Linked DNA regions of Oryctolagus cuniculus: region 1 is linked to region 2. A link is a contact called in public Hi-C data. All regions are on one chromosome and are shown on one strand. The core of a region is the stretch at or near the end of the contact, and the rest is flanking DNA. Distances in the headings are between cores, read along the strand shown.

Region 1 (6,617 bases), core at 1,062-3,561, 100 kb before region 2:
TAGGAAGAAGAGATGATGTTCTCTCTCTCTTTTTTAAAGATTTATTTATTTATTTGAAAGAGTCACACAGAGAGAGAAGAGGGGAGACACAGAGAGAGAGAGAGAGAGAGAAAGAGAGAGTTCTATCCGTTGGTTCACTCCCCAAGTTGGCTGCAACAGCCGGAGCTGAGCTGATCCAAAGCCAGGAGCCAGGAGTTTCTTGTGGATCTCCCATTCGGGTGCAGGGGCCCAAGGACTTGGACCATCTTCTACTGCTTTCCTAGGCCATAGCAGAGAGCTGGATTGGAGGTTGAGCAGCCGGATCTCGAACCAGCGCCCATATGGGATGCCGGCACTGCAGGCGGCGGCTTTACCTGCTACACCACAGCACCGGCCAGAGACGGTGTTCTTTAACAGCTTTAGAAGAGGCAGTTGGAATAATCTATAGTTCTAACAGCAATTCCAATCCGATGATAAGAAGGGGGGATTATTGGTGCTGAAACTCAGGATGTAATTTTGTAAACTTCTTTCTTGGTGATTTTTAATATTTACTAAGGGATCAAAAAATCATTCAATTATTTTTAAAAATAAGGCAAGTATGTGAAGAGGCTTGGCAACATAAGTAGGCCTGTATAAACATCAGTTCTTTAAAAAGCACAGTTGCTCTAAAGGAAAGCTTGTTATATGGATTTGCATTGCCGCATGGTAAACAAGTGTTAAATGTGTGTAGAGCATAATTGCCGCTAATTTACGGGTCCTGCTCATTTTGGCGGCCCAGGAGCAATCTAACTGACATGTTGAGTGTTACAGCAGATACATTTAACTTGCCCAACAAGAGAAAGAAGTCAGCAGGCAGTATTTTAAGGAGATTCATCCAGGAATCTAAGTCAACTGTCAGAAGTCCTTAGGACATAATGTGATTTGAAATTGCATTCAAAATATATTGTCTACCTCCAGTGTTAAAATGGGAACAATATTTACATCTCACTTCACAGGCCTTTTATGTGGTTAAGGTTTTTTTTTTCCTTGTTTAGGTTTTCTGCATCCGGTCTCTTTTTCTTTTTTTCAATCCTCTCATCACCTCCCTCTAGGGGTTTAAGTTTGTTTTCACTTCATGCTTTTATCCTTATTAGTGGGAAAAAATGGGTCAGTATTACTTTAGTTTGTCTTCACTTTCACTCTGCTGTTCATTCCTGAACTAGCTTTTAACCTCTGGGAAAGAAGAAAGTAGAAACATTTGCAGAAACTGGGCCAACCTGTGGAAGCCCGCCTCCCCCAGGAAAACAAACCTAACCAGGTGCACTGGTGGTCCGTGGTGCTCTCAGCACACCTGTAGCTCCCTCTCACCACGCTCCGGTTTTTAATTATAATTGTTGATCATCCTTCACTGGGGTTAGCCTCCTGGCCTCCTGAGGACCCAATATTTTTGGTAGTATTATACATAAAATTGTAGCTTAACTTGTAAACTGCGTGTGTTTGCGTGACTGCTGCACCAGTACCCAACTCACCACACACAACGAAGGGAGAGTTTGCAGCAATCCACACGGGTCCTTTGACATCAGCCTTTTAGAAGGACCAAAAACAGGCGCATTGATACTTTGCACAATAATTATTTGGATCTTTGCAAGCAAGAGTTGTGTGTGCTGGGGGTGGGGGTGGGAAATGAAGGGGCTGACTTATTCAGATAATTTCTTCCCCGGTCTTCCTTGACAGCCACTGCTTACTTTTTTCACTCCCGAAGGGTCGTCCCCAGCCCAGACCCCCGCCTGGGGGCAGGGGGTTTCCTGGGGATACCCCGCCCCGCCCTTCAGGCCCCACCCCCTGCCCGCCGGCTCCGCCCCCATTGCCGCCGCCGCCGCCGCCGGCAGGGGTCGCGCTGCCCCCGGCGAGCGGCTCAGGCGGGGGTGGGGGAAGCTCCCGCGGCCGGTCGCCTTTCTCTGCCGCTGCTGGTTGGATCGTTTCAATAAAAGTCTTTTTTCTCTCTGGCTCGCTCTCCTCCGGGGAACAGGCGGAGGCGTCAATCCGCAGCCGCCGAGTGAGAAAGCGACGCACACGCAGCGACCGAAAGCGGCCGCCCGCCGTCTCCTCAGCGCCCCACGGTCCGGCCCCAGAGCAGAGAAGAAGGAGCCCGCGCCCGGCCGAGCCGCCTCAGCCGGGCGTCGGCGCCTGCCTGTCCGCCTCGCTCCCGCCCCAGTTTCTCCGAGGGGATTAGGGGGCCGCCCGCGCGACTCGGCGGCCCGGGAGCCATGTTGACCGGGGGGCTTGGCAACGCGTGAGACACCCGCGGCCCCTCCCGGAGGCTCCGGACCCTGGGCTACAGCCGGAAGGCGGCTGCGGCGACGGAGGCCTGCGTCTCGCAGACGCCTCGGATCTGCCGACCGCTGGGACCCAGACCTGCATCCGGTCGCCGCGGGCGTCGGCGGAGCCGCTTTCCCTCCGCGCCTCGCCCGAGGCGGTCCCCGCACTTGCTGGTGAGTTGGCGGCCGCGCCTTCCCCGCGCTGCCGGGCCGACCCCGGGCCAAGGGGGGCCGGGAAGGTGCGTGGGACGGACGGGAGGGCCGGGCGAGGCGCTGCTGGGGGCGCAGGAGGCGCAGGCCCGGCCGGGAAGTTGGGAGCCGACCCGCCGGGCGCCGGGGGCGGGGGGCTCGCTCGCGTGTGCCTGTCACCTGTCGGGTCCCGCGCGGACCCCGGGTCGCCCAGGCATTTCCGGGGGGTGGGGTGGGGTGTGGGTGTCTGCCGGGAGCACTCCCGAGAGGCGCCTCTGGCCGCCGCCTCCGGGGCTCACGGTCGCCCTTTGGTCTCCAGGGGAGGCCGGTCTCCCCGCGGGGCGGAGGAGGGAAAGAGACAGAAAGTCCCCGGAGACACAAAGCTCCCCCTCCGCGAGGTGGAGCGGGAGGCGCGGGCGGCGCTGCCCGGGTCGAGCGCTCGGGAGGTGGGGGGTGGGGAAGGGGCGCGGGGCCGCGGGAGGTGGGCGAGGAGGCGGTGGCCCGCCGCTTGCAGCTCCTTGGAGACGCGGGGACTGTGCGCGGTGGGGAGCGAGGAGGAGGAGCCCCCGCGTGGGGAGCGGGCCGAGACAAAGCTCGGGGAGGGCAGCCGCCTGCTGGCGGGTCGCACCTCGAGTGTTGGTCCAGAGCGGAGATGGAGGGAATGTGGGAAACCCGGAGACCCGATGGCGTGGGGGGGTGCCGGTGCCCTTTCGGTCGCAGCCGCTTTTCTCAGCGTTTTTGTGCCCGATGCCTCTGCGCCCCAACTCCGCTGGATAGCTCCAGATCCCCTCCCTCTCGGCACCCCCCACACTGCCACAACTGCCTCTCCGGTGGCTTCCCCCGCGTTCTTCCCCCACTCTTCACCCACTGCTTTTTGAGTAAGCAGTCTTTTGCCTTGAGCTGGAGGAGCGTTTGCTAATGACAGGATGCCTGAGCTTGTTCTGACCCTGAACTGCCTTGAACTCCTCCCCCCCCCCCCACCTTTTCCTTTCTGGGCTCTGTAATGTCACATGGCCATTAACAATTAGCTTTTCTTCTGGAAGAAAAAAAAAAGGCAAAAGCATGTAGCTTCAGTCCGTGGCGCTTCTCCTTTATGTGCAAGCGTCCGCGGAGACACGTCGCTGGTCGTGTTCTATTAGCCCCTAGCCAAATTAATTTTCTAATACAGAAGTGGCAGATTTTGTTTTTGAGCCTTGGTCGTTCCTAGGATCAGCAAAGTGTATTTCTGGCAGCTAGGCCTTCTGTCACTTATCAGGAAATGTTTGACTTAAAGACAGGCAATTCTTGCAAACTTTGCCTTTTTTTGGGGGGGGGGGTTCTTTGTTATAGGATTTCTTTTCAAAGACGTTTGTGTAGGAAGTAACAAATCTGAGTTGCTGTGTTTTAGGTTTACTTTGTTGAACATCGGACAGAAGAAAATGAATGGCATTTTAAGACTTTTGATACGTTGAGTTGACCAGAACCTCACTGAGGCTAGAAATAAGACTAAACTAGATTGCTGGTGGTCATAGCTGGTTTTGTTCTTTTATCCGTGTAAGGAAGTGTCTTATTAAGCATTGGGTGTTGCTTTGTTAATGAAGTCATTTCAGTCTTTGTAATAACATCTGCATATTTCCATAAACAATGAGAGGGACCAAAAGAAAAATGACTGTATTTACAGAATATTCCTTATTTTATGTTGTATGAGAGGAAATTGGAATGTAAAGGGTCTTGTTATCTAGGAACCCTCTCATAGGCCAGAAGCACCAACACTTTGAATGCTGGGCTTCCAAAACAAATTGCTGAGTCTTAGAATTTAAGCTGCCTTAAAATTATTATACAAATATAATTAATTTGATTATTCTTACAGTGCAAATAAAAACATTACTTAAATGTGGAAAGAAAATAAAAATAAAACCTATGTCTTGCTGGTTGCTTCCATACTAGAAATTGCTGATGAAAGAGATTTCAGGTCACGGGCCAGTCTCTAAATCACAGGACTCTGTACCTTCTTTCACCACTTCACTGTTTTAGAAACCTTTGTGGAATTGACAGGTCATATAATTCATATTTGATATGTACAACATTTATCAAAAGGCCATATTGAAAATACATTGTTTTTTCTGTCATCTAATTAGATAATCAATCAAACTATCATTGGAAGGGATTTACTAAAAAGTTAAAGGTTTCTGAATGCTGGGATTTATTGGTAATGAAAAAATTGTTTTCTATATTTACAGGTTTTCTCATTATTTTTCAACCCTAATAAAAGCAGAATTAAAATCTTGTTACTTTTTTTTTTTTTTTTTTGACAGGCAGAGTTAGACAGAGAGACAGAGAGAAAGGTCTTCCTTTTTGCATTGGTTCACCCCCAAAGTGGCTGCTATGCGCTGGCCGGGGTGCTACGCCGATCCCAAGCCAGGAACCAGGTACTTCCTCCTGGTCTCTGATGCTGGTGCAGGGCCCAAGGACTTGGGCCATCCTTCACTGCACTCCGGGGCCACAGCAGAGAGGTGGACTGGAAGAGGAGCAACTGGGGACAGAATCCGGCGCCCCTTGTTACTTTCATAATTTGGCTATTACTAAAAGAAGATTCTATAAAATATGTAATTTATTGTTGACTTTGGATTCAGGCCCAACAAAGTAACTTTCAGTGTTACTGATACTATGCAGCCTTTCCCATGTACTCTGGTTACCAGAAAAACAAGAAGAAACTAGTAAGGAAAATTTAATTGGAAGAATAGATTCAGTGTATATGATAGTTTGGTACAACTAATCTTCTCCTAATAAGTCTTTGTTTTACAACATATAGAAAACTTAAGTTTTATTTTCTCTGTAGTATTGGATAGTTGCGTGGACTGAGAGCAGTTTTGAATGTATGTATATATATATATTTTTTACATATATATGTATTTAGTTTTCAGATACTTGTTCAGTTCTACAATTATGGCAGAAATAGATGACATGCAAAATCATTTTCTTTGCTCTGTCAAGGTTGTTTTATCTCTTATTTTCAGCATTATGTCTTCCTTTCCCCCTGCATTGATGAAACAGTAATAGCTGGAAAACATTGCAAATATTTTGTGAAGAGTGGAAGCTATGACAACTAAAGTTAGAGTTATTTAGCAGTGGAGATCATAATTACCTGTGAACAAAAACTTTTTGTCCTGTTCTCTTTGTTATTGTCCATTTGTGCTGATATTTATAGGACATCACAGTTTGCATCTTTATTGCTGTTTCTCATTCTTTGTAAAACTATAGCATCGGCTTCTGGCATTGTTCTGCATAGCTTTTATACTTCCAGGGTGGATAATTACTTAATGAATTTATTGCTGTATTGTCAACAAAGGAAAAAACCATTATATGTTAAATCCAGTTTAAAATGTATAGTTTTTGCCTACATTTTTAAAAAGAAAATCATCATTTAAGCTGTATTTTATACAATGATTATGGCATTCTGCATTTTAAATGCAGAAGATAAATAATAGGTTTATGACATTTTTAAAAAAAGATTTATTTATTTGAAAGTCAGAGTTACACAGAGAGAGGAGAGGCAGAGAGAGAAAATCTTCCATCCACTGGTTCACTTCCCAGATGGTCACAACAGCCAGAGCTGCCGATCTGAAGCCAGGAGCCCGGAGCTTCTTCCTGGCCTTCCATGTGGGTGCAGGGGCCCAAGGACTTGGGCCATCCTCTACTGCTTTCCCAGGCCATAGCAGAGAACTAGATAGGAAGTGGAGTAGCCGGGACTCGAAGTGGCATCCATATGGGATGCTGGCACTGCAGGCTGCAGCTTTACCCGCTATGCTATGGCGCCAGCCCTGGTTTATGACATTTTAAAATTAAAATGTGCTTTATGTAGCATTTGTGAAGTAAAAAACTGCCTGTAGTTGAAAACCTAGTATTTCTGCACTAGCATTCAACTTACAGTGTTGGCAATTTCTTTGAACCTGTGGAGAGAAGAGCACTTAAACTAGCTTTTAAGAATTCCTGTTGTCATTATTGGATTCTTTGTCATTATGTTCCTCCCAAGATGAGTATAGTTAGTTGCTGGTTACTTTTGATATCTGCAAAATATTGACCTGATAGAAAGAATTGTCAAAAGACCCAAAAAATCTATCAAGTGTGGCTTACTGTACCTACCCTATTTTTTATCTCCCTTTTGGCCAACTT
Region 2 (6,973 bases), core at 1,864-4,363:
GGAAGTAGAGCGGCTGGGACTCAAAAATGTTGTTCATATGAGATGCTGTTGTCAAAGGAATACAGTCTTACCCACTGCACCACAATGCCAGCCCCCATCAGAATTTCTTAAAGAGGGTGCATTAAAAAATTCATAGAGAATAGAATTGAAAGATACTTATTTTGATGCAAAAAAATTTTGAAATATATGCATAGTTACTTCATAAAATGCATTTCCACAAACTTTTTGAAGCCTTTATGTTTGGTTTCTTTGCTTTATTTCTTGTCACAGTGAACACATTGCCACTACTGTATAAGAAATCAGTAGCACCTAGGCAGAGGTCATCACTCTTATTAGACTTAGGTTGGTACATACTACCTCATGACAGCCATTGTCCTTAGACCCAATCTGGATTCGATTCAGAGTTGTTAAAAGTGGATTTCTGGGCCGGCGCCATGGCTCACTAGGCTAATCCTCCACTGCTTGGTTTTCTCCTCAAAACAGAAAAGGAAAAATCTTACAGCAGGACTACAACCTTATACGTGTAGTAAATGTTCTGTGTTGAATCAGCATATGCTTTTTAAACATCTTTCTTTAGTTAGGTTGTATTTGTTTTAAATAATGTTAGACCTTCATCGGATAATTTGTGTCCAAAATTTTGCATTTTAGGTGTATCAATATTCAGTTTGAAAGAGATTCAGTTGCAAAAGGACCCGGGTTTTCGAAATTCTTCTTATCCAGAGACAGGTGTGTTTGTCATAAACCATTTCACGTGTCGATCATGAATTTTTGTATGGAACCAAGCTTTTGGTTTATAAATTGATCAGTAAAATTATTGATGTACAAACCAATGTACAGTGCATTCCACAACTGTGTCTGTTTAGCATTGCACGTCCTCACTTTTCTGTATGATGTGGGCAGCTCAGTAAACCTTCAGAGAGGAATCTGACTCAGTCAAGTCAGGGATACTGAAAGCTGCAGATGGCACAAAGACCTTTTGCAAGTCACCTGGCTTGATCTGCACGCGCCATCCGTGGTACCTGAGGCAGAAGACACATCTTGTGCTTCTCTAGTCATCAGGCTCTTCACTTCGAAGCACAGAAGCTGTAGACTGACCCCATCAACAAAAGGGCCCTTTAAGAAAGTGCTGATCATTCTTACGGTGGAATATCAGCTTTTGCTGGTGGGAACATTAGCTTCCTAGAGTCACCAAATACTGTATGTGGGATAAAACTGAACCTTGAACTGCCTCATAAAATGACTTTATATTTTAGGACATGGGAAGAACAGAAGACAGAGCATGCTCTTTTAAGTCTGATAACATGGTTTCAAGCCCAGCCCCCAGCCTTTCTTATCAATCAAGGACTCAGATCTGAAGGCAATTATTTCTTTTGGTGAACTTGGAATCTCCGTTTGTCTACACTGTCCTCTTCGCAGTGGAGTCTTTTTATTTCAGACCTACAGATTGTTTTTATATTTGTTGTCACAGTGTGACAATGTTTTTGTACAGTCAGTTTTCAGGTCTTCTCTGCCATTAGAGCCAGTAGGTTACAGCTATTGATGTAACTGTAGCTGCAATTTTTGTGCAGGACTGAGAAACACAGTGCATTATTTATTGCGGAATCATTGCTGCTAAGTAACTACTGTCTGTTTAACACAATAGTTGGATGCCTGAAGTTGCAGTGGCTTTATTATATGTGAATGCATATGTTTTTCCTCACGAATTGTTTTACTGCTGCATTGTTTGTTTGTTTGTTTGTTTGTTTGTTTTTAAAATTAAACTGCAGTGTTTCCTGGAATGTAAATTAGCTTTGCTTAACAGTAAAATAAGTGAGCCATCTTGAACACTCTAAGTTCATGCTGTATAATTTCTTATTGAACATTAATAAAGAGTAGCTAAGAGATTGATAAACACATTATGTCTAGGAAAGTATGTGATGCAGAATTTGATTCAAGAAAGTGAACATCTGACATTTTGGAGATTTCACATTAGACTAATAAAGCACCAAAATCGCTCATTTTTACCTATTATTCCTCATTTTAGAAATGTCTGCTGTATATTACTGGATATCTGTATACTAATACACTCATCTATTTTACCTTGTCCTTTAATTTAGTTAAAATTTAGCCATATAAGTCAATTCAAGCATAAAAGGTCCTGCTTTTATTTGTTTTAAATACATTTCTTTTTTTATTAGAAAGGATGATCCTTCATTGGGGAACAGTTTCTTTCATTTGGGGGCTGTGTGTATTTCTGTAACATTCACTTGGAATCAGCTTAAAGCTGTAATATGTCCTTGAATGAGCCATGATAAATTGCAAATGAAAGAAATGAGAACTTAGAGGACTGCTTTAAAGCATTGTAGGTATTATCTGTTTACTAGAGATACTAAATATTAGTTTTAAGAGAACATCATAAACACTTTGGTGTTGGAAACAGTGTTTTAAAAGCATTTGTGTTCACTTTTAAGGACTATTTGTTTAGTGCATCTTATAAACTATAAATCTTACTTGGTATATTTTGAAATGGTCATGTAAATTTTTGCCTTATATCATGAAAATAGTCATAACTTAATTTTTTTTCCTGGCATTCACTGTAAAACATTCAGGGGTCCTACCATTTCTGTTCAGGAAATCTTGTAGTTTATTGTTATTTAACAGTATTAAGTGAATTTTTGTATATTTCATTTTAACTTTATTTGTGAATAGTGATTGTGGCATGTTTGGGGGTGTTATTTTAATATTTTCATGATACTGAAGTTTTAATTTTAAAAAAAATGTTCTGGAAGAAACAGACTCATGTTGTAATGGTGAATATTGGACCACTACTGCTTTTCACATTTGTAAGTTGGTTTTATGTTAAACCCTGTAGCCTAACAAACTGCTGTTATTTCTAACTGACAGACATGTATTAATATTGTACTTTGAAGGTTATAAATATTATGTGAAAATTCCTCCATTTTGTTTTGAAATTTATAATAACAAAATCTCCATGTTGTTAAAATGTGGTTTTGTTGAGTCACACTTCTTTCTTAGGGAAGAAAACTGAGTAGTGGAATTTTTTTTTAATGGGTCATTCTTAAAATAGCACTGTCTCACTGTGCCAAAAGTGATGCTTTGTATTTTTGCTGACCGTTTATTAATCTCTGCTGTAATTTTACAGGATAGCACTCTTAGTTACAAAGTATCAAACTTAGTATTTCATATTGTAAAGATTTGATTTGTTGCAAACTTGGCATATAGTTAGTTATTCTAAGTGTGATTCTTGAATATAAAAGGTGAAGAAGTATATCCAGTTGTTACATAAAATTCTTCCTTGGGAGGTTCTGAGGTATTCATTTTATTAAGAAATTTGGCAGGCAAATGAATGTATTTTGTTTTGTTTGATAATTGAGCACCATTCAGATCCTGAAAACTCTGAAGTGAAGACAGTTGAAACTCAGAAATTTTGAACCTTGACCACTTATGGTTCCTCTTAAACTGACAAGGTTCTTAAGGTAAGAGAAGGTATTTCTTTTATTTTGAATGTGTCACTCCTGGTCTGTAGAGCAGCTGCACACTGTTGGCTCCCTTATCAGTTTAGAGTCAAAAGACTAATTAGTTATTAACATGCTGTGGTTATCTTTTAGATTCAAGATAATTCATGTGGATTTTCTTTACCTTTTTTTAAGTTGTGTTAAGATATATGCAACATAAAATGTTACCTACTTGTAAGTACAGAATTCAGTGGTGTTAATTATATTAACAAAGTTGTATGATAATTACCACCATTCCAGAATTGCCCATCACTTCAAACTTACTAAGAAATAATTCCCTATTTAGTCTCCCCACCCGGCTCCTGATAACCTCTAATCTACTTCCTGTCTCTGTGGAATCTGTTTTTGATATTTTTTATAAATGGAATTATACCGTATTTGTCCTTTTTGTGTTTCACTTATTTAATTTAGTTTAGCATAGTATTCTGATGGTTCATCCATTTTTGGCATTTACCAGAACTTCATTTCTTCTCATGGCTAAATAATAATGTATTATAAATATATATATTTTGTTTATCCATTCTTCAGTTGAGGGTCACTGGGGTCCCTCCCTCCCTGTTTTAGCTGTTGTAAGTAAGACTGCTGTTGGCCAGCACTGTGGCTCACTAGGCTAATCCTCTGCCTGCAGCGCCGGCACCCCGGGTTCTAGTCCCGGTTGGGGCGCTGGGTACTAGTCCCAGTTGCTCCTCTTCCAGTCCAGCTCTCTGCTGTGGCCCAGGAGGGCAGTGGAGGATGGCCCAAGTGTTTGGGTTCCTGCACCCACATGGGAGACTGGGAGGAAGCACTCGGCTCCTGGCTTTGGATCGGCACACAGCACTGGCCGTGGCGGCCATTTGGGGGGTGAACCAACAGAAGGAAGACCTTTCTCTCTGTCTTTCTCTCACTGTCTATAACTCACTTTCTCTGTCTCTCTCTCTCACTGTCTAACTCTGCCTATCCAAAAAAAAAAAAAAAAAAAAAAAAACTGCTGTGAACATGGTTGTAGACATATCTGTTGAGTTCCTGTTTTCAATTCTTTTAACTGTAAAGAGTGGAATTGTAAAGTCATGTGATAATTCTGTATTTAGCTTCATGAGGAACCATCAAATTGTTTCCCACAGCAGTTGTTTTACATTCCCTGTAGTAGTGCGCGAGAATTCAAATGTTTCCTCATCCTCACCAATACCCAGTTTCCCTTTTCTATTACTATATCCTCACCAGTACCCATTTTCCTTTTTCTACTGCTATATCCATTTTAATAGAAGGGAAGTGGTATCTCCTTGTAGCTTTGATTTGTCTTTACCTAATGATTAGTAATGTTGGGCGTCTTTTCATGTTTGGTTTTTTTTTTTTTTTTGCCATTTATATATTTACTCTAGAGACATGTCTGTTCATATACTTTTTTATATAGTTTACAGTGTTTCTTTTTTTAAAAAAATATATTTATTTATTTATATTAGAGGCACAGTTTCAGAGAGAGAGAGGGAGAGACAGATATTCATCTGCTGGTTCACTCCCCAAATGGCTGCAACAACTCTGGGTGGGCCAGGCCAAATCCAGGAGCCAGGACCTTTATCTGGGTCTCCGATGTGGGTGCAGGGGCCCAGCCACTTGGGCCTTCTGCTGCTTCTTTCCTAGTCAACATTAGCAGGGAGCTGGATTGGAAGTGGAGTAGCTGGGGTCGGCGCTGTGGCAAAGCAGGTTAAAGCCCTGGCCTGAAGCACCAGCATCCCATGTGGGTGTCAGTTCTGGTCCTGGCTGCTCCTCGTCCGATCCAGCTCTCTGTTATGGCCTGGGAAAGCAATAGAAAATGGCCCAAGTCCTTGGGCCCCTGCACCCTCATGGGAGACCCAAAGGAAGCTCCTGGCTCCTGGCTTTGGATCAGCGCAGCTCCAGCCATTGCGGCCTTCTGGGGAGTGGACCAGCAGATGGAAGACCTCTCTCTGTCTCTACCTCTCTCTGTAACTCTTTCAAATATTTAAAATAAATCTTTAAAAAAAAAATAAGGAAGTGGAGCAGCTTGGACTCAAACCAGCTAAACCTGTTATGCCACAATGCCAGTTCCTACTTTACCCATTTTAGGAGTTTTATAGTTTTAGCTCTTTGATTTAGGGCCTTAATCAATTTTGACTTAATTTTTACATATTGTATAAGGTAAAGTCTACCTTCATTCTTTTACCTGTGCCTGTTTTTCCAGCACCATTTGTTGGAAAGATTTATCTTCCCTCCTAGAAAGATATGACACCCTTGTCAAAAATCAGTTGATCATAAATGTGAGGATTTATTTCTGTGTTCTCAGTTGTGATCCATCAGTCTGTGCATCTATATATCTATCCATAAAGACAGTACCACAATGTTTTGAGTACTGTGGTAGCTTGCCTAATTATTCTGACTAGAATTTCCAGGAAAATAAATGTTGAATAGAAATTGTAAAGTAGGCTTCCTCTTGTTTCTGACTTTAGAGGGAAAGCTTTCAGTCTTCCACTGTTGAATATGGTATGTGCTGTGGGTTTTTCTTTTTTAAAGATGTACTTTATTTGTTTATTTGTTTATTTATCCATTGGTTGACTCCTCAAATGGCTGCAACAGCCAGGGCTGGTCTAGGCAGAAGCCAGAATCCAGGAGCCTGGAGCTCCATCTAGGTCTCCCATGTGGATGTCAAGGGCCCAGGTACTTGGGCCGTCTTTTCCTCCTTCCCAGGTGCATTGGGCAGGGAGCTGAATTGGAAGCAGAGAAGCCAGGACTTGAATCAGGGCTCCAATATGGGGTGTTGGCAGCAGCTCAGTTCAGCTCACTGTGGCACAACACTGGCCCCCAGCTGTGAGTTTTTCATGTGTGACTTTATATTAATGAAGTTCCTTCTAGCATTGGTTTATTGAGTGACTTTACCCTGAAAGGTGAATTTTGTTAAGCTATGTTTCCACATCAGTTGAATTATTTGTGATTTATCTTCATGCTGTTAATATATATTGCATTGGTTGATTTTCTTACATCGTTTCTTATGTTGAATACCATCATTGTATTCTGTTGCACCAAAATAAACAACTTTTAATTTCATTTTCCATAAGCTTCCCAAAGTACCCTCATAGGATTTATTCAGGAAACAGTTTCATGTGCACACAAGATTATCTCATTCTAAGAAAGGAGGTAGGTGGAGAGTTTGACATGTCTGTTGTCTCTAATTGGTTTAGAATGTTCAATTTTTCTGTTTTTAATTGATCTATGTAGTTTTTCTATTGAAAATTTGTAATTTTTCTTTAGGTTTGTCAGTGTTTACTTCATATGTTTTAGGGCTCTATAGTTGGGTACATGTATCTCATGGCCATGGAGTGGACTTTTTACATATATAATGTCCCTGCATGCCCTATAACTTTTTTTTAACAGTTTCTTTTTCTCTGACAGAAATATGGCTACTTCTTGTTTCTTCTGGCTGTTATTTGGAATATCCTTTTCCACCCTTTTGTTTTTAATCTCTTTGT

Evidence for each region. Hi-C and Micro-C count contacts between places; a contact is called where the count stands out from the background.
Region 1: a contact with region 2 is called in a Hi-C map of an unstated tissue, with 2.9 times the contacts expected there. The contact joins the promoter of CDK17 here to the enhancer-like site in region 2. A contact is called at or near these places in 2 of 6 Hi-C or Micro-C datasets (liver and an unstated tissue).

Annotation. Positions count from the first base shown.
Region 1 is chr11:99,228,253-99,234,869 of mOryCun1.1, reverse strand. CDK17 (cyclin dependent kinase 17) reads left to right here and starts at 2,311. Exons shown (of 17, transcript XM_051845785.2): 1 at 2,311-2,450.
Region 2 is chr11:99,124,276-99,131,248 of mOryCun1.1, reverse strand. It overlaps CDK17 (cyclin dependent kinase 17), which reads left to right. Exons shown (of 17, transcript XM_051845785.2): 16 at 649-726; 17 at 1,254-3,343. The coding sequence ends at 1,291. Among named protein-coding and RNA genes, the nearest start is that of ELK3, 78 kb to the right of the region's middle. Within about 2 kb of position 3,113, at least 1 of the 8 cell types and tissues checked has an H3K27ac peak or open chromatin away from gene starts, as enhancers often do.